Linked DNA regions of Mus musculus: region 2 is linked to region 1. A link is a contact called in public HiChIP or PLAC-seq data. All regions are on one chromosome and are shown on one strand. The core of a region is the stretch at or near the end of the contact, and the rest is flanking DNA. Distances in the headings are between cores, read along the strand shown.

Evidence for each region. HiChIP or PLAC-seq counts read pairs in DNA pulled down with a chosen protein or histone mark.
Region 2: an H3K27ac HiChIP or PLAC-seq map of microglia shows a contact between it and region 1, with 3 times the contacts expected there. The contact joins two enhancer-like sites. A contact is called at or near these places in 5 of 484 Hi-C or Micro-C datasets (the G1E-ER4 cell line, cerebellum, cerebral cortex and 2 more), 2 of 115 datasets of contacts at active chromatin or transcription factors (microglia and neural progenitor cells) and 1 of 9 other capture datasets (liver).

What each region holds. Positions count from the first base shown.
Region 1 is chr7:48,898,631-48,904,305 of GRCm38.p6, forward strand. No RefSeq gene overlaps it. Among named protein-coding and RNA genes, the nearest start is that of Gm2788, 20 kb to the left of the region's middle. Within about 2 kb of position 2,376, at least 26 of the 459 cell types and tissues checked have an H3K27ac peak or open chromatin away from gene starts, as enhancers often do. A contact at or near this core is called in microglia, where this site is marked.
Region 2 is chr7:48,995,939-49,001,613 of GRCm38.p6, forward strand. It overlaps a transcript of Nav2 not described here. Among named protein-coding and RNA genes, the nearest start is that of Gm32849, 42 kb to the right of the region's middle. Within about 2 kb of position 2,538, at least 26 of the 459 cell types and tissues checked have an H3K27ac peak or open chromatin away from gene starts, as enhancers often do. A contact at or near this core is called in microglia, where this site is marked.

The DNA of each region.
Region 1 (5,675 bases), core at 1,126-3,625:
CTTCCGGCTATAAGTTGCCCTGGTCATGGTGTTTTGTCACAGCAATTGACAAGTAACAATATTGCTTCTTGTTTCCAGGGCAAATTTTTGGTGAATCTTTTGGAGAGGAAAATATGTTCAAAGAGATACTGGACCACAAAAGAGATCACAGGATTTGCTTCAAATCAACGGAAACGGCGGTACGTGTAAGCAGGGGTCACGCTTCCTCTACACCCTTGAAGGTGGCTTCTTTCCTGGGAAAGCATAGCCAGGTCCGTCTGCTGCCATAGTCTCACAACAGTCAGAGCCCAGTTCTCAACCTGATGGCTTCCATGAAGAGACAGCAGCTGCTCACTGGATGTGCGGACTCACGCAGCTTTCATAACCCTTGCCTCAATTCCTCCTTTGTAGAGATCATGATGGCAACCTCATGTCCCTGTCTCACTGCGAAAGAGGTCAGTACACGAAGAGAACGGAGCGCAAAGCTTGGCACGGTGTGCTCGCTCTGTATGTTTTCCCTGCATCCGTATAACATCTCTCCCGGATGCTGTTCCTCAATGCCAGGAAGACCTTTAACCAAGAAATGCTCAACACTCTTGCCGTGTGGGTAAGATGGCTTGGCAGACAGAACTCAGAACAAGGAGTCAGGAGTTCTCATTCTGTTTCCTGTTGGCTGATAATGGGCTCTTGGGACCTCTTCTTCACCTGTTAAAAATAGAAGCAACTGCGACACCCTCCTCTGCACTCTCACATCTCTTACTCGCCTTCCCAGTATCTTGCAGCATCCCTATGGGCTGTTGTTACTAAGCACCAGCAAGATTTGCACCCAAGAAATACTAAGGCTCTTCTTATATATGCAGCAATAGCTTCAAGGACAAAACCCAGGTTGAAGTCGGTTGGAATAGCCAGGCAGTGCAGAGCAAAACTCAGCAATTTGGAAGCCGAGGCCAGTTTCCTGAGGTCCTGTGGCTACTCAGAGGATGATCTTTTGGTCGAATCAGCATCCTTTCTGTGGTATAGAAGGGGTTTGGTTTGGATTCTCTGCCTCCTGTCTGCCTGAAGTCTATCATTGTAGGGGAAATGAGTGGACTGGGGAACCCGATTACTCAGTAGGAGCAACTGTGATTCATCTTGATGTATTGCTGATAGCTTCTACAATGCTACAATTAATACTCCTACATTGCAATATTGTATTTTTACCACCTCCCTCTCCCTCTCCCTCTCTCCCTCTCTCCCTCTCTCTCTCTCTCTCTCTCTCTCTCTCTCTCTCTCTCTCTCTCTCTCTCCCCCCTTTCTTTCAATACTATCCTTTGAGCTGGGATCTCCACACTGTACAATTGCCCCACCTTTGAACATATCTTCTCTGCTTCCATCCCCATTATTTTTACTTGTTTTTTTGAGACGGGGTCTTGCTGAGTTTCTCCAGCTATTTTTGAACATATCTAATAGCGCAGGTGAGCCTTGAATTTGCCATCTCCCTCCCTCAGCCTCTTAGGTAGATGAGACTACAGGGGCACACCACCTGTACCGCCTGAACTATCAGGCTCAGCTCTGCTTTTTGCCTCTTCTGAGTTCTCGTGGAACTCAGTTATTTCATGGAATGTCACCTCTCTCTTAGTTCTCATGGGATAAATAAATGACTGAGTCACTACCATCCTGTTTCCTGAGGGGGCTTCTCTGGGTCATGAATGTGAACAGAATCCACACCCGCCTTCCCCTCTTCCTGCCTCTTTTTCTGAAGCCACAGTGAGTCGTCCTTGGGTGTGCTCTGCTTTCTGTGCAGTTGTGTAAGCCTGATCTTTTCCTTCACAGCTATCTCGGCCACTGGCTGGTGAATGTGCTGCACCCCCTCACCCCCAGACTTGGCGGGACAAAAAGGTCTAAGCCCCCTCCTCTGTGCCTCCCTCCCTGATCACACAAGCTCACTGTGACTGATTTCTAGCAGCATGGCTCCTGGCTATTTGCTATGCAGAGCCACAGTGCCCCCCCCCTTGTCTTTCCTGTGCAGCCACAGGTGTGATGCTAAGGCATAAGGTTTCTGTTTCCCCTCACTCGTGGATAGTTGGCTGTTCAAGGCACCTGGTCCTATCCTTTCAGAGTTGAAATGAACTTTATTTACTCGTGTCACTAACTAAAACGTACTAAATGTCCAGTAGAAATGGTGTCCCCAGGTCTGTAATGTCATTGGAGCCTGTCTCAGGGCCTTGGGCCTGTGGGGAGGAAGGATTATTGTGAGAACTTAATGCCAGCTTTGCATCCTGTTTTTCTGTTTAGTTTAGCAGCAAACCAGACATGGTTAATAATAGATTGTGTGTGTGTCTCTCTCTGTGTAGAGGGTTGACACCCACATCTAAGTGCAGAAATAAGTACATCTACTAGTAAACAAAAAAGGCAGAGAATGCAGTAAGAGTCCCCATGAAGATACCTCCTGCAGGGAGCCCTCCCTAACACTGCTGCCACAGCTCTGTCTCCTGCTCCTGGTGTAGGAGGACTGTCACCCTTGGTATTATATAGCTCTCTGCAAACTTATTTCTCGCCTGACCACGGGCTTTGCGATATCACATACTATACTGTTTTTTGTTTGTTTGTTTGTTTGTTTGTTTTTTATTGTCAACCCGATACAAACTAGAGTCACCTCTGTTAAGAAGCTGCCTCCATCAGATTGACTCCTGGCACGTCTCTGAGGCATTTTCTTGATTGCTGATTGATGTGGAAGGGCCCAGCCCACGGTGGGTAGTGCCACCCCTGGACAGGTGGGCCTGGGTTATATAAGGAAGCAGGCTGAGCATGAGATGAACATGAAAGCCAGTCAGCAGGCTCTTCTGTGGTTTCAGCTTCATGTCCTGCTGAGTTCCTGTCTTGCTTTTCCTCAATCAAGAACTGTGGCTTAGAAGCCAAATAAACCTTTTTTCCCCCAACTTGCTCTTTGTCTAGACGCATCCCCAACCTGCCCCAGCTCTGGGACTTCAGATGAGCACCTTTAAGTGGACATTGAGGATCCGAACTCGGGTCTTCGTTCTTGCACAGCAAGCAGTTTTCTGAGGGATGTCCATACCGCTCCATTACTGCTGCGCCGACTCATCGCTAACCAAGGACACATGAGAGTTCATGGCTTTCCATGTCCTTACCAGTATTTGCTATTTTCTTGTTAGCTTTCCTCAGAGCCAGAGCAACAAATTCTCATAGGCATGGTGGTAGGAGGCAGAGGGATCTCTAGACTAGAAAGATCGGGCCACTTTGTGCTGCCTCCTTGCCGATTTTCCTTAGCTCTTCTGTTTCTTAGTATGAACACACAGATACACATGCACATACACACATACACACACACACACACACACACACACACACACATACACACACGCACACCTCTAAAGAGAAGCACAGTAGGTGTCAGAGTCAGCTCTCACACCAAGAAGAAATAATACATTCTGTTCTCAGGAGTGGGAGGTGGAGGGGGGAAACTCTCCCACCCCACCACCCCTCTTTATCTCATTGATTCAGAGTGAAAAAAGTAATTTTAAACTATCAGTGTTCATTTATGACTCCTATTAATCACACGTTAATAGCCTCCCAATTATTAAATTATGGAGACGTGTATTCCCTCACCCAAACAGAATAATTATTTACTAAAATAAATTAATGTATAGAAAAGCCTTCATTCTTATGGAGGCTGAAACTTAACCTAATGAGTTTATCAGGCTTAAAAGAAACCCAGGCAGACTTTTTGGGGGGTGAAATAAATGCAGTGATCACAGAGAGGCTTAGCCAGGAAGGCCTGAGCCACTTGCTATTCTTTTAATAAGCACAGCTCAAGTTGTTTATCTCTTCCATATAATTTATCCAGACACACTGCTTCACAATTAGCAGCCTGGGTTGAGGTGGGAGAGGGCTAAGATGTGTTCTTATAGCTTCCCCATTTTGATCCCCAAAGTTGCTCATTTTGGGGGCTCTTTGTTTTGTTTTGTTTTGTTTTGTTTTTAATAGGCCTGCCAATCAGGGTGCTGCAGTGCATAGATCTGATCTATGCTGACAATATGCTTGTCACTGGGAAATGCGTTTCTAGGACATAGGCCCTAGCAGGGTAGGGGGAGCCAGTCAAGAGGAAACAATTATGCAAATTTAAATGTTAAATTCTCTGGAGCCCCTGCCTCAGCCTGGGAGAGGATAAAGGTCTGCTTCCTATCTCCTTTTCGAGGGACAGCAGTCTCTCTTGCCACAGATCTTCTACTGGGGATTCCTAGGTTATTTAAGCTTCTGCAATGTGGCCCCTGGACACATGGTTTGGAAACAGGACTTGGGGGTAAGTTGCTTGAACTCTCTTGGGTGTTGTTTGGTAGTTTTTGTCTTTTGGGGAGTTTGTTTGTTTGTTTGTTTGTGGCAATCACAAAGCCACTCAGCCATGTAAATTGTTTTATAGTGGCTTAGGTATTGCATCAATTCAACACTCACCAAAGGACACTCATTCATCCAACAAGCGTGTGATAATGTCTATACTTCAAAACCTCTAAGATAAAGAGGCTGAAGAATTAAATGGCTCAGCTGTTAAGAGTATGCACTGCTCTTACCGACAGTCTGGCCTGGAAAACTGATGCATAAGCAGCCGGTGACGACCTCTGACTAGCAGGCTGTGGCAAAGCAGAGGATCACTGCCACAACCACAGGGATGGACCATGGAGAAGGCTCCCCTAGTTACCCTTTGGGGGACAGTTGCCCCATCCAGAATCTCCAGCACAGCCTGTGAGACTCAAGACTGAGAGAGATCCAGCATCTCCTGGATTCTTGCTCCAGACATTGGGAGCCACTGAGCGTTCTCAACATCCAGTTTGGGGTGCTGAAACAGAACACGACAGGGAACACCACAGAAACACTCATTTCTCATGTTCTAGAGGCTGGGAAGTCCAAGGTCACTGTGCCAGATCAGGCACTGCCTTCTGACTTCCACATATAATGGAAAAACAGAAGCCCGAGTTTCTTTCTCTTCTCAGGATACCAGTCCTGTCACAGAGACTCTACCCGGAACCAAACAGGCCCTTTCTCCTCATGGCATCACATAGGAATCAGAACTTCCACATGTGAATTTAGAGAGGACACAGTACAGTGTCCGTACAGTCTGTTTTTGTGGCAGTAGATAATAATACAGGGACAGGGGGAGGAGAGAACGATTATGAGTTAATGCACAGGGAAGGAAGCATTAGTTGATAACAAGGTGCTGTGGATTGTTAGTGGAAGGTGATAGGTAACTAGAAGTTGGGGTGGCTGGTGAGGGGGTAAGCACACCAGATGATGAGGTTTTGCTGAGATCAACATTTCTGCCTCATATGGAAGATTCTTAGTGATAAGTAATCCATATCTCTGTTACGGTGTTCCATATTTAGAAGAAAATGTTCGCTGCTGGACTGCCAACTGACCCCTAAACATCCTTGGTCCCAGTTCTTCCCTCTGGGCTGTGGAGCATCTGTATCCTACTTAGACGTCCTACCTAATTCCTTACCGTGCTGGAGTCCCCACTGCATCATACCACAGTCTTCACTCACATGGCAAGCCCCTCTGTTGACTGTAAGTGGCTGTCAGATGCCATCTGAGCATCTTCGTTTCTAAGCTAAACCTCCCTAGTATCCCACTTAGCTCTGCGGATTTCCTCTCTTCTCTCCATTGGCCTTTGTAGAGGGTTCCCCCGAGAATGGCTCCTGTAGCTA
Region 2 (5,675 bases), core at 1,288-3,787, 97 kb after region 1:
GGCTGGCCCTGAGGTACCTGGGTTGGGCCTTTGCATTAAGCTCAGAGATGGTTCGTGGGTCTATCCAGTTACCCAAGGCTTAGAAAGCCCTTTTATCTTCCACCCTGTCATAGACAGTGCTACATTGGCCACCCAGGCTGTTCCTTGGGCTCCCAGCACCCGATTCTTCCCTATCTCCTGTGTATCCAGTCCAGTGGCAGTGATACATTCCAGCCAATGGACTTTGAGTTAAAGAAAAACTGGAAAGAAAGAAAGAAAGAAAGAGAGAGAGAGAGAGAGAGAGAGAGAGAGAGAGAGAGAGAGAGAAAGAAAGAGAGAGAAAGAGAAAGAAAGAAAGAGAGAGAAAGAAAGAAAGACAGAGAGAAAGAGAAAAAGAGAAAGAAAGAGAGAGAAAGAGAGAGAGAAAGAAAGAGAGAGAAAGAGAAAGAAAGAAAGAAAGAAAGAAAGAGAGAAAGAAAGAAAGAAAGAAAGAAAGAAAGAAAGAAAGAAAGAAAGAAAGAAAGAAAGAAAGAAAGAAAGGAAGGAAGGAAGGAAGGAAGGAAAGAAAAGAAACCTGGCTTGCCCTAAATACTACCAAAATAACTCTCCCATCCAACATTCTATAGCCTCAAGTAGAGTCATAAAATGGAGAGCCTGGGTACCTGGGTGACTTCATGGAACTAAGCCTCCTGCTCCACTCCAGCATCAGATCATAATGTGAACAAAAAAGTCACAGCAACCAGCACCCGACCCTGGTCCTAGCAATGCAAACTCTAATTTGCCCAGACCTTGCTAAAACCCAGGGCCTCTTCTGTGGGATTCACATAGCACCAGCGAGGCCGTGTGTTGGGAAAGAAGCCAGTGCAGCCCATGTCCCTTATACAGCACTGGTGCTGACTAATACTGATCATCAACTTGAGAGAGCCTAGAATCACCTAGCAAACCAAAGCCTTGGCATACCTAAGGGAGTTAACTGAAGTGGGCAGGCCCACCCCGAATGTAGACAGTGCCAGCTGCTAGGTTAGGGTCCCAGACTGAGTACAGAGCAGAGCTGAGCCCCAGCGCTCATGTCTCCTCTGCCTCCTGACTGTGGGCGAACCGTGACCAGCTGCCTCAAGCTCCTGCTGCCTTGCTTCTCAGCCACAGTGGACTGTGCCCCATCCTGTGAACCCAAACAAACCCTTATACAGCCTTTGTTAATGCAGTGCCTCTGAGGCTACAAATGTGGAGGTCATCTCATTGATTTTAGAGGTGCTAAAAGTGGAACCCCGGACCTCCTCCAGCCTGGGAGGCAAGGGCTTCACCACAGAGTCACACCCCAGCTCCGTGTGAGCTTTCAGTGCAAAAGCTGTTCTGCCTACTGTGTGAGTCCTAACAACTGTGCTTCTTCTGACCCAGCTACTCCACTTCCTTGGGCAACCAGAGACCATATGTTTATGTTGATATGTTTATCCTATGGATGCATTTCAGTGAAAAATGGAAAACAAGCTAAAAGTTCAGCAACAGCAAATTGGTTAAATAAACTGTGGTGCCGCTATCCAATTGAGAAGCAGCCAGCTTGTCTAACATTAGCTAACAGAAGACCTCACAATGATATAAAAGAGGCACAGAGAAAGAGAGAGAGACAGAGAGACAGAGACAGAGACAGAGAGATAGAGTTATAAAATTATGAATTCCCCTTAATCTATTTTAAAACAAAAAAAGAAATATAATATTAAAGTGTTTGTCTCTAAGGAGTGGGCCTCTTCCATATCTGTATTTTCTGATTTCTAAAATGCAGGCATTACTTTGGATAAAAGAATAACCTAGTTCATAGAACTGTATGTTTTGACCTTTTCTGCCTTCATTAGATATGACATTGAGCATCTTCCTTCACCTGTGTTGTGTGACGGTTGACTCAGGCAGCATGAGCGACAAAGACAGATACTCAATGGCTCCAGGCATTTGTGGCACTCTCTAGCAGAGGACTGGCTGTGGTCATCAGTGGTTCCACTGAGTGCTGCTTGTTCAGTGTTTAGGATCATGGGTATTGGATGCTCAAGTTAGTGCCTGTTAGTGTTGTGGGTGTAACCTGCATGGACCCATGTGCATGGGGACTTTCCTCTCCTCCACATCAGGTTCTACATCTACTGTGAATTCCTTCTGCATGGGGCCACGTGCACTAAGACACTGTCCAGATGCCTGGTAGATGTGAGCTACTCTAGACTAGCTGAGGACCACGAGAAGAAAACTGGGAACTCCGAGCCTCGATCTAAAGTAGCTTACCATGCTGAAGTGTTGGGTGGAACCATCTCAGACGCAGGGACCATGGTCTCTCTGACTCCAGGCTAGGGTTGTTGATAGGTGAGCCTGAATTTGTCTTCAAGCTTGCTAAAAAGACACTTTTGAGAGAATCAGTGAGTCACGGTCTAGGAGAGGATATTTACAGTGTACACATATGGCAAAGTATTCAAATCCAGACGATGTCAAGACTTCCTACTCATCTACGTGGAGCAGAAAGGGACCTTCTCGCTCAAGCAGAGCCTGCCTGGGGGTAATGTGTGAGCTTTGAGGAAGCTGCCCAGGCTCTGAAGCTGTCTGGCCAGCCTGGAAGGGGTGGTAGGGGGTCAAGCTTTGGGCCCAGAGCATCCCTGAGACAATCAGGACAAGACAGAGGCCTTTCTCATCAGCACGCCCAGTTCAGTATAATAACTGTGAAGTGATTGATTTTCTCGAAATCTTCCTCTTTACTGTAATTTGATTTAAATGGCGTTCCTTAATTTTCAAGCCTAATTTAAGAGTTCTATTTATAGATAAAAAAAATAGCTCAGTGGAGAGGAAATCTCTGCACTCAGTTCCTTTCCATGAACTCTGGGTGTCTGGGTTTCTAGCCGCTGACTTCCTCATGCGTCTCCAGCTCGGGGGTGCACGGCCCTGGAGCTCTGTAGAAATGCAGCTGACTTCCTCATGCGTCTCCAGCTCGGGGGTGCACGGCCCTGGAGCTCTGTAGAAATGCAGGGTTCCATTTTTCTAAACTTCCTGTAAGACCATGTCACAGAAAGATTCTAGTAGAAGATGGGTGTAGATTAGGGGCGGAGAGGAAGTGTGGGAGGGCAGAGGGTGTCAATGATGGGTTTAAGGGGGGCAACTTGGAGAATTATGTGTAATGACAGACTAGCTTGTCAGGTGCTTACATAGAAATAGTAGTGGGGGAGTATGAGATTGTATCCCATCCTAGATATCATTCTTAAATTCACAGTGGCCATTTATGAAATGCCTACTATGTGCCATAGACATTCCATACATTTGGGTTTTTTTTTTTTTTACAATTCCTTCAGGAACCTGACAAGGTGGGCAGCACTATTCCCTTTTACAGGCAAGGACACAGAAGGTGTCCAACCCAAGCCCAAGGCCATAAAAGCTAACATTGGAATCTAGGCTGTTCATCCAGGAACTTCTGTGAACAAACAGACAGACAGAGGGTGAGCAGAGACTGGCCTGCTCTGCATGCAGTCTGGAAGCAGTCAGTCTGCCAGACAGTCAATTAGAGCGATGTTTGATAAATAGTTCCGATGCCCAAGGCAGGGCTCTGAGCTCTGGGAGGTAGAGGTTGCTATGGTAGGATCTGCAGATGTAGGGAGCTAGGCAACAAGCACAGTGCTTGCTCCTAGTCTTCTAGGCTGAGTACCTCCTCCGAGTCCCAGGGTCCTCACATCAAAGATGCGTCTCTCAAAATGGGCACATGAACTACTCACCGCGTCTGAGTGGCACAGTGTAGCGCCCAGTGACCATTCAAGATGGTTTCAGCTACCCTGTGTGTTTTGTGTGTCCATATGAAATTTAAGATTACTTGTTCCAATCCATGTGAAGAATTGTGTTGGGAGTTTTGATAAGGAGTGCACTGAATCTGGAGATGGCTTCTGGTAGGGTGGCCATTTTCATGGTACTAGTCCTAACCCGAGAGCGTGGGAGATCTTTTCCAATGTCTTTCTCCAAGAGCTTAAAGTTTTCATTGTTCCAGTCTTTCACTTCCTTTGTTAGCTTTATTCTAAGATATTTAAATGTTTTCAAGGCCATTGTGTGATAGTCCCTACATTTCACAGGATTTGCTGTGACTGGGGCCTTTGTTCTCCAGGACTCTTTAGGTTCTGCCTCCTTTCAGGCCCCTCCGCCATTCTGAGCCAACACTGCTGCATCTCTGGTCTCAGCTCTCCACTGTGACTGCCCCCCTCAGAAGACACACCTCCCAGACTCACCTACTAGAGCTGCAATGGCGGCCTGTTCACCTTTCCCTGGTGTTTCTCCTCTGTCATCCTCACAGATGCCCTCATCCCCATATTTGAGCGTATCCTTCTGTGAATCCAGATAATCTGAGTCTCAAAGAGGTCAGCTGTTTTAAACCTTATTGCTGATGTCAGGAGCAGTCCTATCAGGGCTAGCAAGATGGCTCAATGGGTAACCCTGACCATCAGAGTTCAATCCCCCCCAAAAACACAGTGGAGAAAAAGAACTGACCCCCAAAAATTGTCCTTTGACTTCTACACTTGTGTGCCCACACATTAAATACAATAAATGAGTGGATTTTGTTTGTTGTTTGTTTGTTTGTTTGTTTGCTTTTAGAATTAATGCTCTAAGGCTCTTCAGGCTGAAGCAGGAGGATTATGAGCTAGAGGCCAGCCTGAACTACACAGGGAGATGCTGCCTCAAAAAAACCAAAGAGAAGGGTTGTTGTTGTTGTTGTTTTATGGTTCACTTTATATCCCAGGCATTACCCCCTTGCCTGAAGTATAGCTAGCAAAGATTTTTCTCCCACTCTGTAGCCTTCATTTAAAACAAAGAACCTTGCATCTGGGCCCCTGGGATGGGCAAAGCATTCACTGTGGATGTAAAGCAACAGAAGCAGAAACAGTGGGATGCGATTATGGATTTGGGTGTTGTAAATGGCATCCCAGTAAGAAAGTAATGGACATTTTAACACCTATCTGTGGGTGGCAGGGCAGAGGGAAGGGGAGGCAGAAGGAGTGGGGGATTCTAGTCTGTGTTTCGTAACAAACTTTAGAGTTAAATCTCAACTATTCATGACTTCTCTTTTTCAGTTTGCTTCCCTCAGTGCTTCTAGGATACCACGTGGCAAGCCTGGAGCCCAGTGCTATGTAGGCAGATGATGCTGTTGTTGCTTCTGGTGTTCCCACCATTCTCCATGGTTCTCCATCCCCAGATGGTCTGTTTCTTGCTATGAGTTTATTTTAATGTTGCTCTCCTTGAGAACATGATATTTAAATGAAGCTAAAAATAAGTACTGGGCACAGATAATCACGAAGGCAGGAATATATTAAACTCTTGATCAGAATGTCAGGGGGTGGAGTTTGCTTTTGTGTTTCCTAACTGGGGGGTTAGACCGCTGGTCTGCACACAAACCTCTGCTTCTGAGGTGCCGGATGAGGCTGGGAAGGTAGTGTGGGGTGGTGGGCATGAGCATAACCTTGCCAGCTGGGTTTGAGTCTTAGGTGGTACCTCTGTAAGCTGTGAGAAAGGTCACTTGGTCTTCTTAGAGACCATGTAAGGCCCAGCATTCTCATCTGAAAAGTGGTAACCTGTGTAATGAACCAACCCAGAGACTTAGGGCAGCCACGTTGTCTTGCTTGCAGCCCCATGTTCTAGGCAGTTCAGCAGGTGTGTCCCCGTCTCCCTGGCACCACTGAGACAACTTGAAGCTT